Regions from separate parts of the Danio rerio genome. Here region 1 is linked to region 2. The links are chromatin contacts, called in public Hi-C maps. All regions are on one chromosome and are shown on one strand. Each heading gives the region's core, a stretch centred on a gene start, on an enhancer-like site or on the middle of the called end of the contact. The rest is flanking DNA. Distances are from core to core; before and after follow the strand shown.

Region 1 (6,443 bases), core at 1,732-4,231, 37 kb before region 2:
GCCTATGAAGCCAACTTCATAGTAACCGAATGTGTTATATTTGTGTCTATACCCCAACCCAAAACCCAATCTTACAGTAACCTGTTGTGTTTTATTAACATCTACTCCAACCCTAAACCCAACTTCATAGTAGCTTAATGTGTTTTATTAGCGTCTACACCAATCCAAAACCCAATCTTACAGTAACCTGTTGTGTTTTATTAACATCTACTCCAACCCTAAACCCAACTTCATAGTAGCTTAATGTGTTTTATTAGCGTCTACACCAATCCAAAACCCAATCTTACAGTAACCTGTTGTTTTATTACACAGCAAAATCCTCTGAGTAAAATTTACAGAGAGTATTTGGTCCCTCTTTATAATAAGACAAACAGGTTACTAATCACTAAAGCTGCTGTTTGTGTAGTTGCTCATTGATCGAGTTGATCCTGTGCTGAGATTTTGAGAGATTCAATGTATTATATTTCAGCTGATTTCATCAAGGCTGTGACTGAAGTCAGTTGTATTTTTGTGTTTCTCTTCTGTGTTACAGCTTAATAACAGCAGGTGTTCATCATCAGTCCTTATTCATCACCTAATTAATCCTTTCATTGTCTCATTAACTTGAGGGAAATTAACTAAATTTAGAGAGGGACCAAATAATATCTAACCTGAGTAAATTTAACTCAGAGGTTTTGCTGTGTAACGTCTACACCTAGCCCAACCGTAAACTCAACATTACAGTATCCTGTTGTGTTTTATTAATGTCCACTCCACCTACACCACCTAAACCAAACCTACTTGTGGAGTAAGTCCCTTCCACTCAGAGGTCACCCAACATATTTGTGGTGTAATACCTACCACTTGGAGGTCTCTGGGCTGCAGCGATACCTACTTGCAAGTACTGCATTTTTGCAAGAACTTGCTTTGATTTAAGTTGAGTCAACTCAAAAAGTACTGCAGTAATTTGCCTTACAATTTTATGTTGTCAAAGCTTTTTTAAGAGAAACAACTTTTAACCCAAGTACAGCACGTGCCTCCTCAATTTAAATTGAGTCAACTCAAAACTCTGCAGCAAGTTGAGTCAACTTTTTTAAGGTGCATAACCACTGATGATACATCGAGATGAAGCAAAACTAAAAGTTGGTGCAAAAAAACGAAAATAATTTACAATTCAGTCAGTTAAAATGAAGTCAAATAAAATAAATAGAGTCAAATTCAAGAGTTCAAACTGAGCTCATGATTATCACATAGCTTGTTGTGCTCACCCGGGAGAGAGCCCTGAGCTCAAGGCATCCTCGGGCCCAGGGCTCCCCCCTTTTTCAGGGTGAGGGGAAATTGAGCTCAGATCGAACTCAAACTCCACCACTGCTGAGGCCAAGGTGAACTTCATGAGAATAAGATATTAGAAAAAAAAATTTAGGCTTATTTTATCTATAATATAGAGAAATATTTGGACAGTGGGAGGAAACCGGGGAACTCAGGGGAAACCCACTCTGACACGGGGAGAACATGCAAACTCCACACAGAAATACCAGATGGCTCAGCAAGGAGCCGACGCCATTGGTATTCTTGCTGTGAGGCAATTGTGCTAGTCACTGGGCCACTGTGCCGCCCATTCTGGATAAAGGCGGAATAAGGGGCGGAAGGGGGTTTCATCCAGACGAAGATAGTTTTAGAAAGAAAACGAGGATATATAGTGACTTGGAATCCTTTGATTGTAAGATCATGATTAGCTAATGTGGGCCAGCTGGGTCAACCATGAGCACACGCTCCCCTCGAAATTAGTTTAAAATTAAACTTCACTTAATTTACATTCGGTCTGGAGCACAAGCGTCACGACACAAATAGTGAAGTATATCTAATGTTGGAAATCTGTAATATTAACATAATATAGTGTAATGCTGAAATGACTGATCATTTCACTAAAGGGCTCAGGTTCTCATTTGGAGACTTTTTTTCTTCTTTGGACTCTCACAGTGAAAAGTAGCCCCTGACCTGCATTTAATGAATCATCAAGCACATCAGTTTATGTTAAAAATCTTCTGAAGAAAAAAAAATCTTATACGGCTTAAGAGAGCAAAAATTATTTATTTATTTTTTTCAGGAGGACTGTCCCTTTAACTGTCTGCACACATAACTGAGACAAACCTTCTGCAGCAATGAAATGCTATTGGTGTGGCAGAAGAAGTGTCTCACAAGGTTAGAAGCTACTGTAAGTTGTGTTCATTTATCCTTTATTTAATTGTCACAAACGGCTCTTTATGGCGCATATTCTCAGTGACCCATGTGAAGAATAGTGAGAAATCATTTCACAGCCGGACTGTTTCACCATCACACGTCTTTCCCAAAATCACTTTCAAGTTTACAACAGATACTTGAACGAGAGAGGAAGACATTTGATGTCCCTCGGGGGCAGCAAAGTCCACGAATAAAGCCAGTAATAAAAGCTTCTCGGTTATAAGGCCGCTTTACTGGTGTCCATCTGGCCTATAAAACAGAGCCGGCCAGATGTTTGCCTAACGCTGCATTTTTGTACAAATTCCAAACAAATAAACGAAAATCCAATGAATGCGCAATCACTCTCTCTCGTGGGTGTAAGTAAATCACAAAGCATCTCGCAATATGTCAGACATTCAGCACAAGAACTAAATGCTTTTGGTCATAATGTTTGATGAAAAGCTCTTTACCAGGATGAGTTCGTTCCCTCTCAGCTCTCGTGTCCAGTATGTTTTAGGGCCATTTCCGTCCAAAAGGGTCTGTCGGCAGGTCATCTTGTTCTCTGTCTCCCATGTGGCCAGGCTCTGCAAACAATTACAGGCTAATGGCTATCTCAAAATGGACATCTGTATTTACATGTACTGTACATGAGTTTATTCCTGGGCAGAATGTTTCTCAAAGGGATTCTTCTGTCTGTTCACTCTTGAATTATTGTGTCCACTGAAAGTTAAAGGCTCTCAGTGCATTGATTTGAGGGAGTGAATCATAAGTAATGGGCCGAGGAATGAAGAGCACCATAGGTGACCTGCTACATCACACGATGAGTCACAGCAATGCATTTGACCCTTCACCTCTGGGCATTCACTCTCCGTTTATCACCCTCGCTGCTCAAATCAAAGCTCCAGTAGTACTTTTAAAAATAAAATAAAAAAGTAAATTTCTTGCAATGTTGTGTCTTGCAAGAATCTTGCAAATCTGAATTTTTTTTCTCTCTCAGAATTGTCTGTATTTCTTACAAAGAAATAACAGCATTTATTCATTATAATTCAGATTTTTTTTTACAACTTTTCCTCAATTTCAACGTGTTAAAGCCTTTATTTCTCATATTTCCCATCGTTTACAGCTATTTCATGTTATAAGCTGTTGTGTAATTCAGTTTTTTACATAAAAATGACTTGCTGCTTGTTCAAACTACTTGTTGACAATGAATTGAAAGAACACCATTCTTAAGTTTTTGGTGGACAACTTAATTGTTTTATGTTCAATCTACTTACGTTTGTAAAAAAAAAAAAAAAAAAAAAAAAACAATAAGGTTAACTTAATCAATTTGTGTTGGGACAACAATAATGAATTGTGTGGAACCCAGCATTTTTTAGTGTAAGAGAAACTTACAGAATTTCTTTTGGACTTTCTTCCTATTGTAATTTCTTGCAATTCAGTTTATGCAATTCTAGTCATTAACTAATTTGTAACTCAAACATTTAACTGTCTAGGATTTTACATTTTTCACCTTCTCGAGAGCTATATTGAGTTAAAAACTCTTGGAATTCTGAGGTTTTTTTTTTTTTTTTTTTTTTTTTTTAGTTTAAAATATTCTTTTACTCTGCAGATTTATTTCTGAACGTTGCAAAAATTCTTGATTTTATTTATCAAAGTTGTTACTGTATTTTTCACAATTTAGTCCTTTTGAGCTATAGACGTCTCGCAATTCTACCAACATGAAGTTTTGAGGAAAACCAAAAACTCTATAAATTTATTATACAAAGTCTAAATTGCAAGATAATAAGATTTTCTAAAATTGGTTTATACAGTTTTTACTAATAAATTGCTCACAGTAAGCAACATTAAATCAAATATGACATATGAAAGGCTAAAAAATACTTTCTTTTAAACAAGGCTGGGCAAAGATTAATTACGATTAACCACATTCAAAGTGTGCTGTGTATATCTTTATAATGTATAAAATATTTAAATATACCCATGCATGCATATATATATATGCATGATTATATATATAATATATAATATATATATATACAAATATATAACAATATTTGAATGATTCTGTAGCATAATGTCTAAAGTAATGACAAAACCGTTGATTTTGCTCAAACTTTAAGATTATAAAGCTGAACGGCATGAAATATCATCAGTCTACAGAGATTTCTTGGTATTTCTCTGTTGCAATAGGGATATCCAGCCTGATCTCACGTAAGTATTTAAAACAAGGGTATTTAAAGTTTTGTCAGTTTAGTGACTAATTCGTACGAGTTCAGTCGTACAAAAATTTACAATTTTAAAAAGGAGGCGCGGCACCCAACCCCACCCCTAACCCCAACTGTCACTGGGTGATGAGCAAATCGTACTAAATTGTACGAATTGGATCATACGAATTCATAGAAATTAGCCACTAAATCAAAAAGTTACAAATTGCAGTGAGATTGCATTGAGTTATCACAATAATTAACCCTGAAAAAAACAAAGCGAAGCAAACAGTAACAGATTACATAGTATAAATACAGCACTACAACATACAAAAGAGAGAGATTGACTTACCTGTTTTATGATTATTTGATCAGCTGTAGTTTGAGATACGAAAAGAAAATGCTCAGTTTTTTCCCTCTAAGTGCTTATTAAGCAACATTTGTTGCAATCTTGTGGCACAACCATTTCTTTATGACAGGCTGATGGATGCTGACACACTGTATCTCTGAAATTATAAATATCTAAAATAGATACTGTCCTTTTAAATGAACTGCATAGGTGCAATCTAACAATACAAAACAATAAATATAATAAAAATACAGTGTAAATGATTGACTAAATATGCAGGATTGATTTCATGTTGTCAGATAATCTCTGCCAAATAACTAAACAGAAAATGCGTGGGTGTCCATTTAAGTCAAAAACAGATGTTTTTTTTGCGCCAAACCTGTGGTTGGGTTTATTTGCCTGTAAAAAGGCAGCAGTCATAAAGGTTAGCTTGTTAAAAAGGCTTTCAGCCTGCTGTCGCCCTGTTGCCCTTTCAGCAGCCTCTGATGGCCTGACAGACTCAGAATAAACACTCAAACACATGCTGTCATATCTGTGCTCACCGCTGCTGTAGTTTGCACACATTATCTATTGCAGCGCTGGATGTGACGGCTGCATTTGAATCAGATTTCCCACAGATCCATTCAAATCCAGGAGATTAAAGGTGGAAGACATAAGGGTGACTAAAGCTGGGCAAGATAAGCCTGCAGTATTGCTTTGATGCGCTTGTGTGTCATATAATCTAATTTAGCAAACTGTCTGGGACCCGCTGCTCAGGTGAAAGAGAGATTAGCGCAGCCACAAGCTGTCTGTTCTGCATTACAGTGGTAATCTCACAATTTGTATTGAGTAGGAGTCAAGACAGCATATGAGCATTATGATAAAAATGCTGGCTTGCTATAAACTAATGTTGGGTCAAATATGGAGAAACTCAGTGTTGAGTTCATTTCAATTTAATTTAAATGACATGTTTTAACCCAATGGTTGGGTTTTTTCCATAGTTGACCCACTATTGGGTTGTGATAAGCCAGCATTTTGCACTGCATGATTTAATTTAAAGAAATACTTTATTAAAGTCAGAAAACTTTTTTTTTTACTTTTAAATTTTGTATTCACTGATTATTTAGAATTTCAATTATTTCCACCCAATTAAAACCGTTAATATACAATTGTTTGACTATATTTGAACAGAAAATCTTATTATTATTATTATTATTATTTGCTTTCGAATGGTATTACGAGTCATGATCTCTGCTTTGACAACTTCTGATGTTGAGAATTTAATGATATTTCAATTAAATAATAATAAAGCCATTTAAAGATTTTAAATGTGACTTTTATTGACATGTTTAATAGTTTAAAACAATATAATTTCTCGGCTGGTCATGATGCTTCTAGTACTTTATTTTACAGATTTATTTCTTCGAGTGTTCAAAAACGGATGTATGCACTCCAAACAATGATATTCACTTAGAGTTGTATTAACCCAAATTTGAGTAAAATCTGGACAAACTCAAAGACTGTATCCTTTAAAAAAGTAACCCCCCCCCCCCCCCCCCCCCCCCCCACACTGATACCGTCTGAGGATGTATTTATATAATTCCTTAAGCTATATATTGCCTTGAAGTACTAAAAATATATAAAAAATCACATTGTTAAATTGCAGCATAACATTTTGACATTGTGTGGTTTATTTATAAACTAATTTTAAG
Region 2 (5,660 bases), core at 210-2,709:
ATGATTCTGAGATATTGAGCTTGAAAGTTTTTGCATTCTTTAGGAAACAGTATGTGTGTAATAAAAAGTCTTAAAATGTAAACAACTTATAAAAAACATCTTATAATGTAAATAAGTTGTCATTTAATAAGAATATGTCAATAACTCAATTTTAATGTCAGATAGAACCTTATAATTTGAAGGTGACGACTTGTTTGCTTTTGCATTTAAAAAAAATCTTTTTAAAGATATTTTAAAAGTTTATAGATAGTATTTATTTAGATATAGTGTTCAGAGAACTATCTACCTGCTATTGCTTAAGTCAAAAAGTTGATAACCAGTTTTATTTGGAGTTCTCCGAAGGACTTTGTCAATAGTTGTTTCCTAAAGTGCAATAAAAAGTTCACCTTACAGCATGCATGTAATGCAATAGTTCCTTTAGCAAAGGGTTTTGCAAAACTCAAGCCATATAAAGAAGATAATAATTAACCTAGTCCTAGGCACATGTCTACAATACGAGGAGGACCTGCTACTACAAAATGCAGTGAACTTTAAAATAAATCAACACTGTTCTAAACGTTACTTTCTTCTTTTGAACACAAAACAAGATAATCTGAAGAATGATGTGGGGAACACGCCACTGACATCCATAATGGGAAGAAAACACACTATGGAAGTCAATGGCTTTTTTCACCCTTCCATGTCTTCCTTGTGTTCTCAATCTCATAAACAGACTTGGAACAAGTAGAGGATAAATAAAAATGACAAAATTTTCAATTTTCGGGTGAACTATCCCTTTCACTGAAAATAATATACTTTGAATAATGTTGTACATTGACTTCCGCTGTACAGACAGAATGACATTTCCCAAAATAGCTTCTGTCATACTTCACAGACAAAAGAAAGTGTAATAACGTTACATAAAAGTGTGAACGATCAAGACGACACTTGTCGTTTCTAAAATAAAACAAGCAGTGGGAATCTGCGCTATTAGTTCCTGAAAACACCTAAACGTGTCCGAGCTCATTATGATTCATGAAGTCACACTGCTAACGTTAGTGCATTAGCTTACAGTGTAACGTTAGATGCTTGAGCTAAACTCACACTAGCGTTAACAACACCTCAGCAACACAAGAAGTTACCGCTATTTCACGTAATGTTGCGATAAACGTCAGTGTCGATGACTCGAAGCTGTTTTGAGAATGCAAACGCTGATAATCTGCCAATATTAATACCAAAATATGAAGTTGCTACTTAGCACAGCTCTCGTGTGGCTGAAAAAAACAGCCGTGTTCTGCTGTATAACAGCTCGGTTACATTTAAACAACACATGCAAACGTCTTACCGTGCAGCAGAAGTGAATCAATGATACCGCATATTTACTTTGACAGGGGGTAACGTTATGTATGTTTAATACAGGACAGGATGGCAAGCAGATATAGCCGCTCACCGGGTGCTGAACATGGAAGGAATCGGCAGTGATGCTGATGACGCTCTCCGCGTCACTCCACTGAACAGACCAATTAGAGCGCACTGGTCTGACTTTCCACTAAAGGTTAAAGTTTATCGACCGGTGTTACGAGATTTTCGGTTTCTGAGATTTTGGGTTTGACTGCTAGGCCTGAGCATAGTGTACATGAATTATCTAGTAATTATTGTAGGTGTCATAATTATCATGTTTTTTAGTATTTAACGTTAATTAAATGAAGTTTAATTTAAAGCAATTTATGTGTAAAAAAAAAACACAAAAGACAATTAAATACTTCCAACCTCTTATATAGGGTAGTGTAAAAAATAGGGTAGTGTAAGTATATGTTGCAACTCAAATCTATGAAATAAGTGCGTTTCTCCTATTGACCTTGATCAAGGTGAGATTTTAGTCACAGCTTATTAGGACAATTAGGTAAGTAGCTACCTTTGCTAGTTTGTTTATTAGTTGTTGTTTTTTTTTATTTTAAGAGCATTTTCTATGTTTTACACCCAGTTTGATTTCTCATTCTTTATTTAAAAATATATATTTTGCTCCTACAGATTGCAAGAAATGTATAACATTTGGAGAAAGCTTCAGACTCAGAGATGCTAGTTATCCAGAGGTAAGTGGTAAATGTAATCTGAGACTTCCTTTGAACAATTACCCATTTTCTACAATACAGGCAACAAATGATGAGCTGTTAGTTGTTCCTGTTGATTTACCACCCAAAAACTCAATAAAAGATAAACTTTAAGTTAATACACAGCGCATAGATGCAGAAACTGTTTATTCCAGTCCAGCCAGGGGACTCGTGGGAGTTACTGGGGGTCTGTGGAAATGTGATCCCCCCAGAGCCCCTTTCTCAAATATAATATTCATAATTCATTCATTTATTTTCTTTTTGGCTTAATTCCTTTTTTAATCTGACGTTGCCACAGCGCAATGGACCGCCAACGTATACAGCATATGTTTTACGCAGCGGATGCCCTTCCAGCTACAACCCATCCATACACACGTATTCACACTCATATACTATAGACAATTTCAGCTTACCCAATTCACCTATACCTCATGTCTTTGGACTTGTGGGGGAAACCGGAGCACCCGGCGAAAAACCACACCAACACAGGGCAAACATGCAAATTCCACACAGAAAAACCAACTGGCCAAGGCTTGAACCAGCGACTTTTTTGCTGTAGGGTGATTGTGCTACCCACTGCACCACCGTGACGCACCAAATATAATATATAATATATATCCCACTGTAGTATCTGTGGGTCTGAACTATTAATGTAATTTTATTATTGTTTTTATACATACTGTATGTAACTTATTTGATCTGTTTTTAGTATGGAGAGCTCTGCTGTGACATGAATTTCCCTTTGGGATTAATAAAATCTTACAAACACACAAAGAAAGGGAGCAGTTCTCCTGTTGTCAAATAGAAAAGGCAGGGCTGCACTGTAGAAATATTAATGGTTTATTCATAATAAACAACCTATAAACCTTTTTTTAAACGACTGAAAAAAACTTTAACATTTTAGAATGGTGGCCCTTTCTATTGTAATGATTGTGTCTGGGTCTATGGGATCTAAAAGACTGAAAACAAAGTGGTCTGATCAATTCATATTCAAATCATCTTTAATTCAATTTCCAGTAGGCCTAGGTAAAATTATAGAACATCATTTTATTTGTAGTTTTACTGAAAGACCAAGGTCTGTATTTGATAAAGTGCAACAAAAGTTTACAGTACAGCATGCAGTATTGCTTTAATTTAGATTACATATGTTTATTGTCACAAAAAACAAGAATAGCTGTCACACAAGAATAGCTGTTCAGTGCATACACCACAGACATGTTATCGGAGTTAATGTAAAACATTTTAACATTCAACAACGGCACACATAAATTGATGTTTTACCCTGAACAAATGATATTTTGAACACATCATTTACATTTAATCTGAAGGTTGTACTTCTTTGGATGGACAAATTGATGCATTATTTTGTATTATCAGTTAGGTGAAGATTTCTCTTTTCGCAGGTCAACATTACTTTTTCAGTTTCAGTTTTTTTTTTTTTTTTGCTGGTTTTGTGTGTAGTAAAGGTTGGTGAAGGTGAAGGTTCTGCAGTTATTCCTCAGATGAGTGAGTTTGTTGTATTGTGTAGACCATAAGACGCAAATCTCCTGCTATCGATGCTATAAGATGATCTGGTTTTACAAGTTCAAAGCCAAGGTAGAAGAATGTTCTGGTGAGGAGCACTGAGGAAGGGACAGGTCACAGAAACCACAAGTTATTAAACAACAATTAGACTGGTTAACGAGTTCTAAAAATAAAAATACTCAAATAAAAGTACCATGAATTAAAGCAAATATATATATATATATATATATATATATATATATATATATATATATATATATATATATATATATATATATATATATATATATATATATATATAAGCAAGTACAGTATTAGTATCTGTTCTAAATAGTACTCAAAGTATAAGTAAACAGTAGCCATTCTAAAAGTACACAAGTGCAGTTAGTGAATATTACACAGTGAAAATTACTTCAGCTAATATTATATTATATTATATTATATTATATTATATTATATTATATTATATTATATTTATTATTATATGACAAATTAAAAATTTAGCTTACATCAGTGTCATTTTCTTTTAAGGTTGTTTCTAAGCGTGAGATAAATTATTTGCCATTCACGTACTATAATTTTAAAATGTGAGAATAATTTAATTTCATTAAACACATTACATTATTATATGCATCTATGATAAGCTGACAGAAAGCAGGTTGATACGTTTACATGCAGAGTGCAATCTGTGTAACCTAAAACAAATCTAGCTGTGACAATATGTCAACACTTATGTTGTCCTGAAACACATGTTGAAACCTGACTAAAAAGCTATGAGTGGCACCACAAACCAAGTGCAGCACTGATAGAAAACATGCAATTTAGAAAACGTAACATTTTGTAATGCATTTACGTCATTGTTTCATCCTACAGTAGACATCCTTCATCATCTCATCACTAATTTGGGTATTTGTAATCATTACTTCACTCCACCGGAATTAGAATTTTTAGTGTCAATTTTTGTCACCACCATTGGTGGGTGTACTTTTTGACAGCCGTCTTAAACAACAAAATCTATGATTGTATGTGAAACTCATTCCCAGCAAGTCAATATCACTCATTTTGAACTTACATTTATCTGGCCTGTTCTTCATGAACCAGACAAATACATGACTGATCTTCAGTTTCTCCTCTGCAAACTCCAAAACAGCAGTGAGCCTTCAAAAGGGAAAAGAGTAAAAAAGAAAACATACATTTAAAATCAATTTCAAGAACGTTCAGTTCATGCTGAAGCTGTCAGATTAAGTTCATCACATGTAGAAAAACTTGGATGAGGAAATACAGAAGTCTCCAAAACTCCTTGCCATAATGTTTCAAAAACATATTAGATTGGATTTTGTTGGAAATGAATATCAAGTTGGTGTCAGAACCTGACGTCTATGTCCAGTGTCCAACCTAAAATCAACCAAATATCAATGTCTAATGATGTTACCCCTTGACGTTGTGGACGTTATCACTATGACATCTACCAGACGTTGGATTTTGGTCACTTTCCAAACACAACCTAAAATCAAGCAAATATCAGTGTAACTTGACATTGTCATTGGACATCAAAATAATGTTGTCCTTAGACGCTGGCTGGACATTGAATGTTGATCACCTGACGTCATGACCTAAATCTAACCCAATATTAATGTCTTATGATGTGGTGTGCCTAATGAGATTACAGTGAACTCTTTCATTTAAAAAAACTGTAAAAAAACAGAACTTCTTCCACAGAATTGTAGTTTTACCCACATATATATAAGTGAACCATTCTGTTATGTAATTTTTCCACCTGTGTCTAAATGTGTTTCCCTGTAAACGAAATTCCCTTTGTGGATCCAGTGAGAGAAGTCATGCAAGACCTTTTTAGGCCAGACTGAGGAAGTTCTGAAACATTTATAACCTTTCTTAAATGTGACAGCGGTAATCCATTTACAGTGTCTCACTCCTAAAATAGGTATTGGTCAAACTTGTTGCTTGTTCTGCCAGTATACCAGGGTCTTATTGTTAACAATAAATAAATAAATAAATAAAAAATTTTTTTAAATAATAATAATATAA

Evidence for each region. A called contact is a pair of places that touch in the nucleus more often than the background predicts.
Region 1: a Hi-C map of embryo shows a contact between it and region 2, with 2.0 times the contacts expected there. The contact joins the enhancer-like site here to the promoter of slc25a44b in region 2. A contact is called at or near these places in 3 of 18 Hi-C or Micro-C datasets (caudal fin, embryo and an unstated tissue).

The regions. Positions count from the first base shown.
Region 1 is chr7:50,168,464-50,174,906 of GRCz12tu, reverse strand. All of the region lies in intron 1 of acana (aggrecan a), which reads right to left. It overlaps crabp1b (cellular retinoic acid binding protein 1b), which reads right to left. Exons shown (of 4, transcript NM_001001842.1): 3 at 2,670-2,783. Among named protein-coding and RNA genes, the nearest start is that of crabp1b, 14 kb to the right of the region's middle. Within about 2 kb of position 2,981, at least 5 of the 62 cell types and tissues checked have an H3K27ac peak or open chromatin away from gene starts, as enhancers often do.
Region 2 is chr7:50,130,465-50,136,124 of GRCz12tu, reverse strand. It overlaps slc25a44b (solute carrier family 25 member 44b), which reads right to left and starts at 1,459. Exons shown (of 4, transcript NM_001013519.1): 1 at 1,325-1,459. The region is part of intron 1 of acana (aggrecan a); the gene reads right to left. oaz2b (ornithine decarboxylase antizyme 2b) reads right to left here. Exons shown (of 5, transcript NM_001080090.1): 4 at 4,687-4,772; 5 at 3,074-3,712. The coding sequence ends at 3,582.